3 separate regions of the Mus musculus genome follow, and regions 2 and 3 are each linked to region 1. Evidence: chromatin contacts called from public Hi-C and promoter capture Hi-C data. All regions are on one chromosome and are shown on one strand. Each heading gives the region's core, a stretch centred on a gene start, on an enhancer-like site or on the middle of the called end of the contact. The rest is flanking DNA. Distances are from core to core; before and after follow the strand shown.

Region 1 (3,314 bases), core at 287-2,786:
GGACCACAGGGGAAGTGAAGCAAGGGGTGTCTCTGATTAGGGGGTCCTAGATCTCCCCTTTCCTTGCAGGCAGGCTCCTGGCCAAGTAACAGGCTTTGCTGTCCTCAGGTCTCATCAAAGTCTACACCAGCAGCTGGTTTCTTACTAGAAGACAAGAGTATGTAAATACATAGAAGAAAAGGAAGGGACCAGGGCAGGGGAGACAGGTGGCAAGTACCTTTTGAAGCCAGGGTTAATGAGAGACTCCCCTGGACACCGTCTCCTGACCCCAGGCCCAGAGCTGCCTCTCTGGTGATCAAGTTCTGCCAGAAAATAGGATCAGGGAAATCTTGAACTCCAAAGAACCCTGGCCAGAACTCTGTCCACATGGAAAGATTCTCCCATGAGACATCTGGAGAGGCAGTTCCAGAGAAAGAGCAGCCCCAGCCCACATGCCAGGCCCACCCCTTACCTGGTAAGAACTGAGTGCCTGCTGGCTGGGTGTTCTTCTTGGGGCTAGTGATGGTCTCTTCTGCAGCTAAGAGAGAGTCGTGGCATCTCACTCAATGCCAGGAGGGTCTGCAAAAGCATGCCCCTGAGGGAAGGTACAGGTGCCCACACATACAGTACCTGCCAGCCGCCTCTCTAGGTTGCATACATGCTCTGCCAGGCTGAGAGTCAAAGCCTGCAGCCTGGGGGCTGCCTCCGGGCTGGGCACCTTGGAGAGGTCAAAGGCCAGGGCAGGGGTATCCCCTGAAAGGGTTATCAATGCTCTGTCTTCTTGCAGGCTTACAGTTACTGCCTGCTGTTGGCAGGCTGCCCTAAGGAGGGAGATGTGTGTTATGGCCAGGATGTGTTAGCACTACCCCAAGCTTCTCATTCACATGGCCTCCCTAACTGGAACTCACCTGAACCGGGAATGGATATCTTCAGCCCCACTTAGGCCAAATCGGGCTTTCTGCTGGGAACAAGGAATTGTCACTAACCCCGCCCAGGACCCTGGACCCACTGGACATTCCAAACTGCCCTACCCTGGAAATGCTATTAGAACCACTGCCACGGGGAGGGGGAGGGTGGCAAGCTACCAGCTGTCTCCTATCCCCAGCACTGTTACTCACGAGCCTCGCCAGGCTGTCAGGCGAGAAGCAGGTGCTCCAGAGCTCGGCGGCGTCCGTCACACTGGGTGGGAGGGGCTGTCAGGCACCGTGCCCGCTATGCTCCCGCACCCCACATCCCTAGACTCCACTCACTAGAGGTTGAAGTCGTCGCGGTCCCCGTCTCCACCACTATCCCGCTCGCAGTAGCACACCAGGCGGGGGGAGCCCGAACCCGGCGGCAGAATACAAAGCGGCAGCGACAACAACGGAGGAGCCATGACAGCAGGGCGGTCTCGCCGCAGGAGCCAAGTTAGATGTGGGCTGAGGGCGCCTGCGCAGAAGTACAAACTCGGTGACTCACAATCTAAGGTGTTCGCTCGGCGGCGGAACTTCTGGTTTCTGGAGGGACGGAAGGACGAGGCGATGGGCGGTACTCAAGGTTGACATTGTTTCCGGGTACCAGGCATTAAGTAAGAGGCTGACTAAAGGGCGGGGTTTAGCACGTGGGGCGGGGCGGGAAGCACTCGGAGGGCGGGGCTTAGCGCATTAGCTACTCAGTGCTATTCTGGGCTCTGTTCTTTGGCCCTTGCATCCAAACAGAGATCTACTATGGTCTCACTCCTTGTGCTCTTCCGCTTTTCTGGGTCCTTCTTAGCAACATATCTGCCGCTCTTCAATGCCGGTCTTCTTTCCTATCTATCCCCCAAGGGCTTGTACTGCAGGGCCTCCAAACTGTTGGTCACTTGTCCCTTCCTGTCACTTTAGATATAAACACATCTCTTTCTAAAGCTGAGTTGTAACAAACCAAAATACAAGAGTAAGTACAGTACATGTGGAAACGTTTGGAGATGCAGTTTTCTCCCGGGCAATACCCTCCCATTGTCTGAGTCACCACCCTCTGTGTGATACCTGTCAGCCCTGAGGACACCTTCACCAACAGGAGGTCTCTGGAACCTGAGATCTAATGGGAGAGATGACTAGTCCGACAGGACAGCACTCACACTGCAGCAAATGCTCATGAGAATCCACACAGGGCCTGCATAGTAGGGGCTGATGCCACCTGCAGAGAATGGAGCCCAGCAAAGGGTGTGCTCAGGAGGAGGCCTGATGGGAACAGAAGTCTTCCCAAGGCTGTGGAAGAGGGCTAGCATGAACCTATGAGAACCATGGTGAGAGTGGTTAGTAACTTGGTGAACTGTGCTAACATTTGAAAAGTGCCATCAGCCAAACATACTCAATTCCCACTTTCCTCTAGTTTTGCTCAACCCTGCTGAGGCTCCGGACTAGAGCCTTTGCGTGCATGGGTTTTTGCCTGTCTCCAGCCGGGTGTACTTACCTGTAGTTCTTTTGAAAGTGTCCTCTTGAGGATCCATGTAGAACATTTCACCTCTGCTCAAGTCTCCATCCCTCTCTCCCATGTCTTACTTTCCCTGCTTTTCACTGTGTACCGTACATCCTGGTTTTAGGAGTTTCTGGCTCAGCCTTGATGTCTGCCTGCATCTCCACCATTGTCTGACCCCCTCCTAGAAGCTGCATCTAAGGTCTTGCTTCTATTCTAGCCACTGGAATATGGCAGAAATGATGTCTGTCATTTCTCCCATCCCTACTGCATTGCTCACCACAGCACAAGGCAACCCAGGAAAACCTTTGATATTAAAGTATGGAGGCCTGCCTGTGCCAGAGCCAGAGCCAGAGCCAGAGCCAGAGCCAGAGCCAGAGCCAGAGCCAGAGCCAGAGCCAGAGCCAGAGCCAGAGTCAGAGCCAGAGCCCCAGAGCCAGAGCCAGAGGCAGAGGCAGAGCCAGAGGCAGAGCCAGAGGCAGAGCCAGAGCCAGAGCCAGAGCCAGAGCCAGAGCCAGAGCCAGAGCCAGGAAGCAGAGTCCTGTCCAGGCCTCAGGTCTGGGAGATGGTGAACGGCATCCTCTTCCACTCGAGGGGCCTGTCCCAGACCTTAAGGACCTGGAGATATCGCTGCTTCTTGTTCTAGGCTGCTAAAGTCTGCAAGGATTTGTTTCTCAGCCTCCCATGGAGCTGCTGGTTTTGTTTGTTTGCTTTGTTTTGTTTGTTTTACCAATTTGAGTGAAAAACTTTAAACCGACTACAAAGCAGAAATAACAGCATAATGAGCCCCAGATGGACGAATTATCAACATTTTGACAAATTTACAATCAATATTTTTATTAAATTCTATTTTATTTTATTAATTTTTGCATAATATTCACATTACAGGTGTCACTGAA
Region 2 (3,314 bases), core at 578-3,077, 3.2 Mb after region 1:
AGGTGCCTGCCCCGCCTCTGCCTCCTCTCAATTATTATTATTATTATTATTTTTTTTAATGAGTTTAACTTTCTCTTTAAATAAGACAATTGGGGAAGGGGGCCAAGCTTGAAAAACAGTAACACTTATTTTGGCAAGATAGCAACCAAAATCTAAAGTACAAGCTATTATATCCAAATTAAAAGGCATTAAAGAATAAACCATAATATTGGGGAGAGGGTACACAAACACAAGATACAGTATGTCTAAACATCTTGAAATTATAATTTTAGGGTAAAAGTTGAAAAATTACGCTGTTTTAGCTAGAGATTAAGTGCACCTTTTTTCCTGTTTTTCCCAAATAGAATCAGAGTTTACGATTTAATCACACCTCAAAGCTTTTCTCTCAATACAAAGCAACCACTAAATACACACAAAATACTTATTTGTTAATAATTTCCCTGGCTTATCCAACGTGCAATGCACACGACTTGAAAGACTACAATTTGGGGGTGAGTGTACACAAACTCAATTATCTTAAGGACAAGGAGAGCCTCCTGGATGTATGCTTAGGAGAGAAGTCCTAGTTCCCAAGAAGGCCAGGCGAGGGCGCCATCTCCTCGAACTGGAGTTATAGGTAGTTGGGAGCTGCTGCCATTTGGGTTCTGGGAACCTAACCCTGGTCCTCTGTAAGAGCAACAAATGCTCTTAACGGCAAGGCCATTTCTCTAGCTTCCGCTTATCATCTTTCACTGGGTCTTATTATATAAGTTTAAGTATAATAAAACCCCAAACTCCAACCCAAACCAAAAAACAACAAAATACAGCAACAACAAACCAAAACAAAAAATACACAATGCCAGGTGGTGGTGGTGGTTGTGGCGGCGGCTGCTGGGGCAGCTGCGGCGGTGAACACCTTTAAAGCTAGCACCTTTAAAGCTAGGCAGAGGCAGAAGACTCTCTTGACTTCCAGGCCAGCCTGGGCTACAGAGCAAGTTCCAGGATGGGCAAAGCATAAAGAGAAACTTTGTCTTGGAAAACCTTAATAAATACATAATTAATTAAAAAAATAATACAAATAAGGAAAATAACAGCAAATGAAAACTATATACATTCTGATATCCCTCTAAAAAGCTTTGCACCACAGCCGGCAAGGTTTGAAAAGACTTGACACCTTGTCATGGCATGCAAGTAAATCAAGGTATTCTGACTTTACAACATAAACTGCATCCTCTGACTAAGGCTGGCCTCTACATGTCACTCCACAGACTCTTCTGCAAAGGAAAAAGTGGTGGTGGGGGAAAGCCCCATCCTTTTTGCTGCAATTGACAGGCTGTCCATCCAAGGGGATCCCAGAGGCTCATTTGGAAATAGGAACGCCTACAGGGAGACCCCAAAGGTGGCAGGTGTGCCAAAGACAGAGGGACCTGGCTCGAAAGGGCCAGCGCTCTCCACTGAGCCTAGCCCTGCCAGCTTGTTTTTGACTGTGCTTGTTCCGAGCGCGCGCCTCCTGTCACCATCACGTGGCCGCCCCTCCCCACCCCACCCCTCGGCCGGTCTCGTGGCTCCGCCCTCTGCGCCGGGACTTCTTTCGGCCTCCTTCAGAGTCACAAGATCTCTCAGTGGGCTCCCACCTTCACGATCCTTCCGCCGTCCCCGCCTCCACATTAAAATCTCTTTCGGTTTTATTTATCTCGGCCAGCTTGTATCGTCATAAGTGGTATATCCTGTCCTGTCTGGAGAGGCTGAGACTCTGGCCATCTGGCATTAGGCTCGGAGCGTAGTAGAGACCCGAATAGGGACTCTTTTTCATAGCGGAGGCCCCCGCCGCTCGAGACGCTTCACGCCAGGGGGAGGTGCTGCGCGTCCAAGATGGCGGCGCCCTGTAGGCTGGAGGGACTGTGAGGTAAACAGCTGAGGGGGAGGAGACGGTGGGTGAGTACGGGGGGTGTTTCCCCTTCTTTTCCTTGTGGGCTTTTCGGGGCAGCTCTGGCAGCGTGACCTCACGCTGTGGGGCGCTGCGGAGCGCGTTAGCCGAGTCGGGGGTCCGGGGAAGGGGGTTCGGGGAGCTTCTTCCTCGCCCTCATCGCGCGCTGGCTCCGGCAGGGCTCGGCTTGGGCTGCTGGGGCCCCGGGGAGCTGAGGCGGGCCTGCTCCGTCCGATGGCATGGCTGGCTGCAGCTCCGGGCCCGAGGTGGCCCCGCTAACCCGCCCCCCTCGCTTGCTGCGGTGACAGGCTCCCGCGGGGGTGCGCCGCGCAGGTCAGAGACCCCGGGCCCGGCACGGGGACCCGGGGGTGGGGTCGCGGCTCGAGCCTCTACTGCAGCCGCCGGGGCTGGGGGTGGAGAATGAATGAAGGCCGCCTGTGGGCACTGGAGGCTGCCCGGCGCCCGCCGTCTCGGGGAGAGTGTGCACGGCCGAGTGCTTGGCTCTGGGTGTACTTGTGGGTGTTTAATTGATGCTGGAAGACAGTTACCTCCAAGTCGGCAGAGGTGCTCGTTAGCGACAGCTACCTGCCCAGCCACTGCTGAACGCTCATTCATTCATTTGAGGACCTGGAGGACCCACTGCCTGCGGTCCCAGACACCTTTTTTAGAACCCAAGCACTTTCTTTGTGTTGTGGGTTAGAAGAGTTTGGCTTCTCGCGTGTTGGATTTGGAATGAGAGAGACGTGGGGATGGCGTGGAGTGTGGTCGGCCAGTAATCGCAACTATCGTTTTTTTTTGTTTTTTTTTTTGTTTTTTTTTTGTTTTTTGTTTTTTGGAGAGGGGGAATAGGGGGTGCCTGTGTGACCGAGCACTATTGAAAGTGCTTGGTAGCCATCCTGTCTTTGGTTCTGGACAAAGGAGAAGCAGTCTGCAGCCTTTCTAAATGAAGAAACTGAGGCCTGGAGAGAGTGGAATAATTTGCCCAAGGTCACACCCCCCTATTCTGAGACAGCACTGGAATTGAAGTCCGACTGGTTCCATTTGTCTGTTATTTGATTAAAGGTGGCCTATTATTAAGTGAGTGTAGTTAATCATTTGGCCAAGGTAGGGATATGTGTGTGTGTGTGTGTGTGTGTGTGTGTGTGTGTGGTGAGAGATTTTGAACAGGGTGCATTTGGTTTGTATGTCTTAAGCTTTTGTTTCTTACAGCACGGTGTATTTGGTAATCCAAATTTGGTTACAAAGTATTTTGTATTTTTCCATAAAACCGGTGGTATTCACTGAAAAAAAAAAGGCTGAAATCCTTACTTAAGAAAACGAATATGGAATTAGCACTTCACTTTACGTATTGTAAGCTGTAAAAGTACTAAAATAGACTAATGCTCTTCTGAGATATTTTGATTTATAA
Region 3 (3,314 bases), core at 591-3,090, 3.2 Mb after region 1:
ACTGGCCTCAAACTCACAGAAATCTACCTGCCTCTGGCTCCCAAATGCTAGGATTAAAGGCATGCGCCTCCATGCCTAGTTAGTGATAGTAATCTTAAATTAAAAACAGAAAGGAGCCAGGCATGGTGGCGCACGCCTTTAATCCCAGCACCAGGGAGGCAGAGGCAGGTGGATTTCTGAGTTCGAGGCCAGCCTGGTCTACAAAGTGAGTTCCAGGACATCCAGGGCTACACAGAGAAACCCTGTCTCGACCCCCCCCCCAAAAAAAAAAACAGAAAGGAGAGATTAAAAAAATAATGAAAGAAAAGAAGAAAGGACTGGGGATGTAGCTCAGGACACAGTGACAGAGGGTGGAGGCAGAAGGATCAGAAATTAAGTTTTTGTTTGTTCATTTGTTTGTTGTTTGGTTGATTTTTTTTTTGTTGTTGTTGTTGTTGTTTTTTTACTATGTAGTGAGAAAGGAGAGAAGGAAGGAGTCGGGACCAGAGTGTACGTCCCATGCCCATGCCGAAGAACACCACGTAACTCAAAAGCAAAAAAAAAAAAAAAAAAAAAGGTCAGTTCTATGGACTTGTTTTACCACAATGGAAACAAAACTGGGCAAACAGCCCCCACACTCCCCACGGCCGGCTGGGACTGACACCAGAAAGGATTCAATGCAAACGCCTTCAGACGGAGGAGTCTCCTGCTATTTCTGCCTGCGAGCAGGCTCTGTGCCCCGGTGAAGGGAGACCTGGGACCTGCACCCACCTTTTTGAAGTTCTGGGAATGGTGAGCACCACTGGGGCGATTCCATCAGACCTAAATCATCCAGAGCCACCCAACTCCCCGAGGGACTTTCTACAGGTTGACCCCCAAATCAAAATGTTACCCCTCTCCTGATGGAGGGCTTTGCAGACTTGGAAGAGCACAGGTGGATAGGCACAGCTCTGCCAGTACCCAGGCTGTCCAACTCCACAGCTAGGGTGACTTGGCTTTCCCCACAGTAGTCTCATAAAAATGCTGGCTTTCCCAGGACCCAGTCACAGACCACAGCATCCATCCGTGGGCATCTCTGCAATGAGCCCTGTTTTCTAAGAAAACCACAACTCAAACTCACCTTTTCCTCTAGGTGAGAAGAGCTACAGATGCTCAAGGAGCCAAGAGCCTTTGGCAGTGCCTCCCCTCCATCATCCTGTGGTCTGCCTCACCTTGTCATTTCCCTTCAGTAAATTCCCAAGGAAAGGGTGTCTGACTCCCCTCCCCGGTGCTTCCAGGAACTTTTGAGAGGGTCATCAGAGCTACCAATCCCTTCTGAGATCCTGGCACAGGGCAGCTCTAGCCCAGGGGGACACCAATTTGGGCTCCTCTGGTGCCCCTAGAAAAGTGCTCTGTGTGTGTGTGTGTGTGTGTGTGTGTGTGTGTGTGTGTGTGTGTGTGTGAAGGGGGGGATTGACTTTGTGTATCTGGGTGAAGCCTAGCCCCCTACAATGAAGTTTCACAGAATTCGCAGGAGGAAAGCTCGGTGTTTGCGCTATCTTGGGGTATCGGGACTGGTCCATGTTCCTTCCTTCTTCTCTCCCCTGGTGATGAGCACTGCATCCAGAAGAGAGACTACCACAGTATTCTTCCTCTCACCTTAAAGGGAAGCAGACACCCTCCCTGCCTTGGGCACCCAGGACGAACTTTTCAGCGGAGCCCAGCCAGCACGGGTCTGGCAGCACTCACCGTCAGGGAGCTGTCCCTCTTCTGAGTTCTGCCCGAGAGCCACGAACCTCCACACTGTCCCTGGGGACTGCTCTCGGCTCGGTCAACGTTATGAGTCTCTGCACAGACAGACACTTCTCCTTTTCGTTTCTGTGTTTCCCGCCCCCCTTCTGTTCCCCTCCCTGATTTTCAATCTGATTATTTGTGTCAAAATCTGGCGGCTGCAGCGTCAGCCAATGACCAGAGCGCGAAAGTGCAGCCACATTTGCTTATCAAAACTTCACAGAAGCTTCTAACCCACTGGAAATTTCTCCAGAAACTTTCAGTAGCATTTGGGTGAAAGAGAGTGGCTAACTTATTAAAATGTAAAAGTCTAGCATTGACTTACAGTCCCTCATCCTTGCTTTAGATTTTATTTCTTTCCCTTCCTTCTTTCCCTCCCTTCCCCCTCTTCCCCTTTTCTCTTCTTTCCCCATCCATCTTCCTTTTCTTCCCCCTCTCCTTCCTCTCCTCCTCCTCTCTCCTCTTTTTCTCCCTTCTTCCTCTTGCTTCTCCTCTCCTAGATTCCACCATCACACACTTTCTCGCTGAGGCATTAGAGGGGCCCCTGTGTTTAAAGCTCTTGGATCCTGGGCCAGTACAGATCACTCTTAACCAACAGGATTCTGTCTCCCACTGAGCTCATTCTTAAAAAAAAAAAAAAATGGAGTTTCCCCCAGACAACCACAGACCAGCAGAACCACAAATAGACAGAGTAGAAGAACAACAAAAAAAGCAAGGTAGTGAATTTGGGGGCCTTGGAACCTGTACCTGGCAAAGTTCAAGTACAGATTGAATACCCAAGTACCACGGCCGGCGTGTGCTGCCATCTAGTGGCAGCATGAGAGACAGAGAGGTCAATGGGGGCCCCTCTGGGTACCCAGGCCAGCGCAGGGCATTTCACCCCATTTGAGCAGAGCCCCATTCCCTGGTCCCCACTTTCTTTTCCCTGCTCTGCCCCTTGGCCTCCTCCCGTTTGGGGATGACTGATTTATTCCAGGAAGTTTTGCATACAGAGAGAACTCCACCAAACAGCACTGTTAGCTGATTTGCATGCTCTTGCAGCCAGGACTGGAGAGATTACATTTCCCCCATAAAGAAAACAAACACGGGACAGGAAGCCCCGATTGAAACTGCAAGTCCAATGTTCAAAGTGTAGAGAAAAGAGATGTTTCGTTTGAGGCCTTTCTGCTGAGGGGGCTAACCCTGTGGCAGCGGCCGGAGGTCACAACAGACTCCCCAAGGGGACACAGGTCCAGACTGGTGGCCACAGATAGGAGACAGCTACACCCAGCCCTTGTTCTCTCTCTCTCTCTCTCTCTCTCTCTCTCTCTTTCGAGACAGGGTTTCTCTGTGTAGCCTTGATTGTCCTGGAACTCCCTCTATAGAACAGGCTGGCCTCGAACTCAGAAATTCGCCTGCCTCTACCTCCCAAGTGCTGGGATTAAAGGTGTGCGCCACCACACCCAGCCTTGTTCTCTCTTTATAAAACGTCTTGAGTATTCTTTGGGTGGTACACGTTACCAGCCAGCACTCGGTGAGAACTGAGTCACTATGCAGAAAACTTAATAGACCATACGTGGGACATT

Evidence for each region. Promoter capture Hi-C pulls out the DNA fragments that hold promoters and counts their contacts. Hi-C and Micro-C count contacts between places; a contact is called where the count stands out from the background.
Region 2: a promoter capture Hi-C map of liver shows a contact between it and region 1, with 4 times the contacts expected there. The contact joins the promoter of Tsc1 here to the promoter of Paxx in region 1. A contact is called at or near these places in 2 of 39 promoter capture datasets (liver and pre-B cells).
Region 3: a contact with region 1 is called in a Hi-C map of B cells, with 5 read pairs. The contact joins the promoter of Gfi1b here to the promoter of Paxx in region 1. A contact is called at or near these places in 1 of 39 promoter capture datasets (liver) and 1 of 484 Hi-C or Micro-C datasets (B cells).

What each region holds. Positions count from the first base shown.
Region 1 is chr2:25,459,558-25,462,871 of GRCm38.p6, forward strand. It overlaps Paxx (non-homologous end joining factor), which reads right to left and starts at 1,537. Exons shown (of 7, transcript NM_153557.1): 1 at 1,230-1,537; 2 at 1,098-1,158; 3 at 888-937; 4 at 610-800; 5 at 452-517; 6 at 218-302; 7 at 1-144. The coding sequence starts at 1,354. The coding sequence ends at 105.
Region 2 is chr2:28,639,406-28,642,719 of GRCm38.p6, forward strand. Tsc1 (TSC complex subunit 1) reads left to right here and starts at 1,828. Exons shown (of 23, transcript NM_022887.4): 1 at 1,828-1,885.
Region 3 is chr2:28,620,142-28,623,455 of GRCm38.p6, forward strand. It overlaps Gfi1b (growth factor independent 1B), which reads right to left and starts at 1,841. Exons shown (of 7, transcript NM_008114.3): 1 at 1,708-1,841. Gm52548 (a long non-coding RNA gene) reads left to right here. Exons shown (of 2, transcript XR_003954006.1): 1 at 1-771; 2 at 1,112-2,062.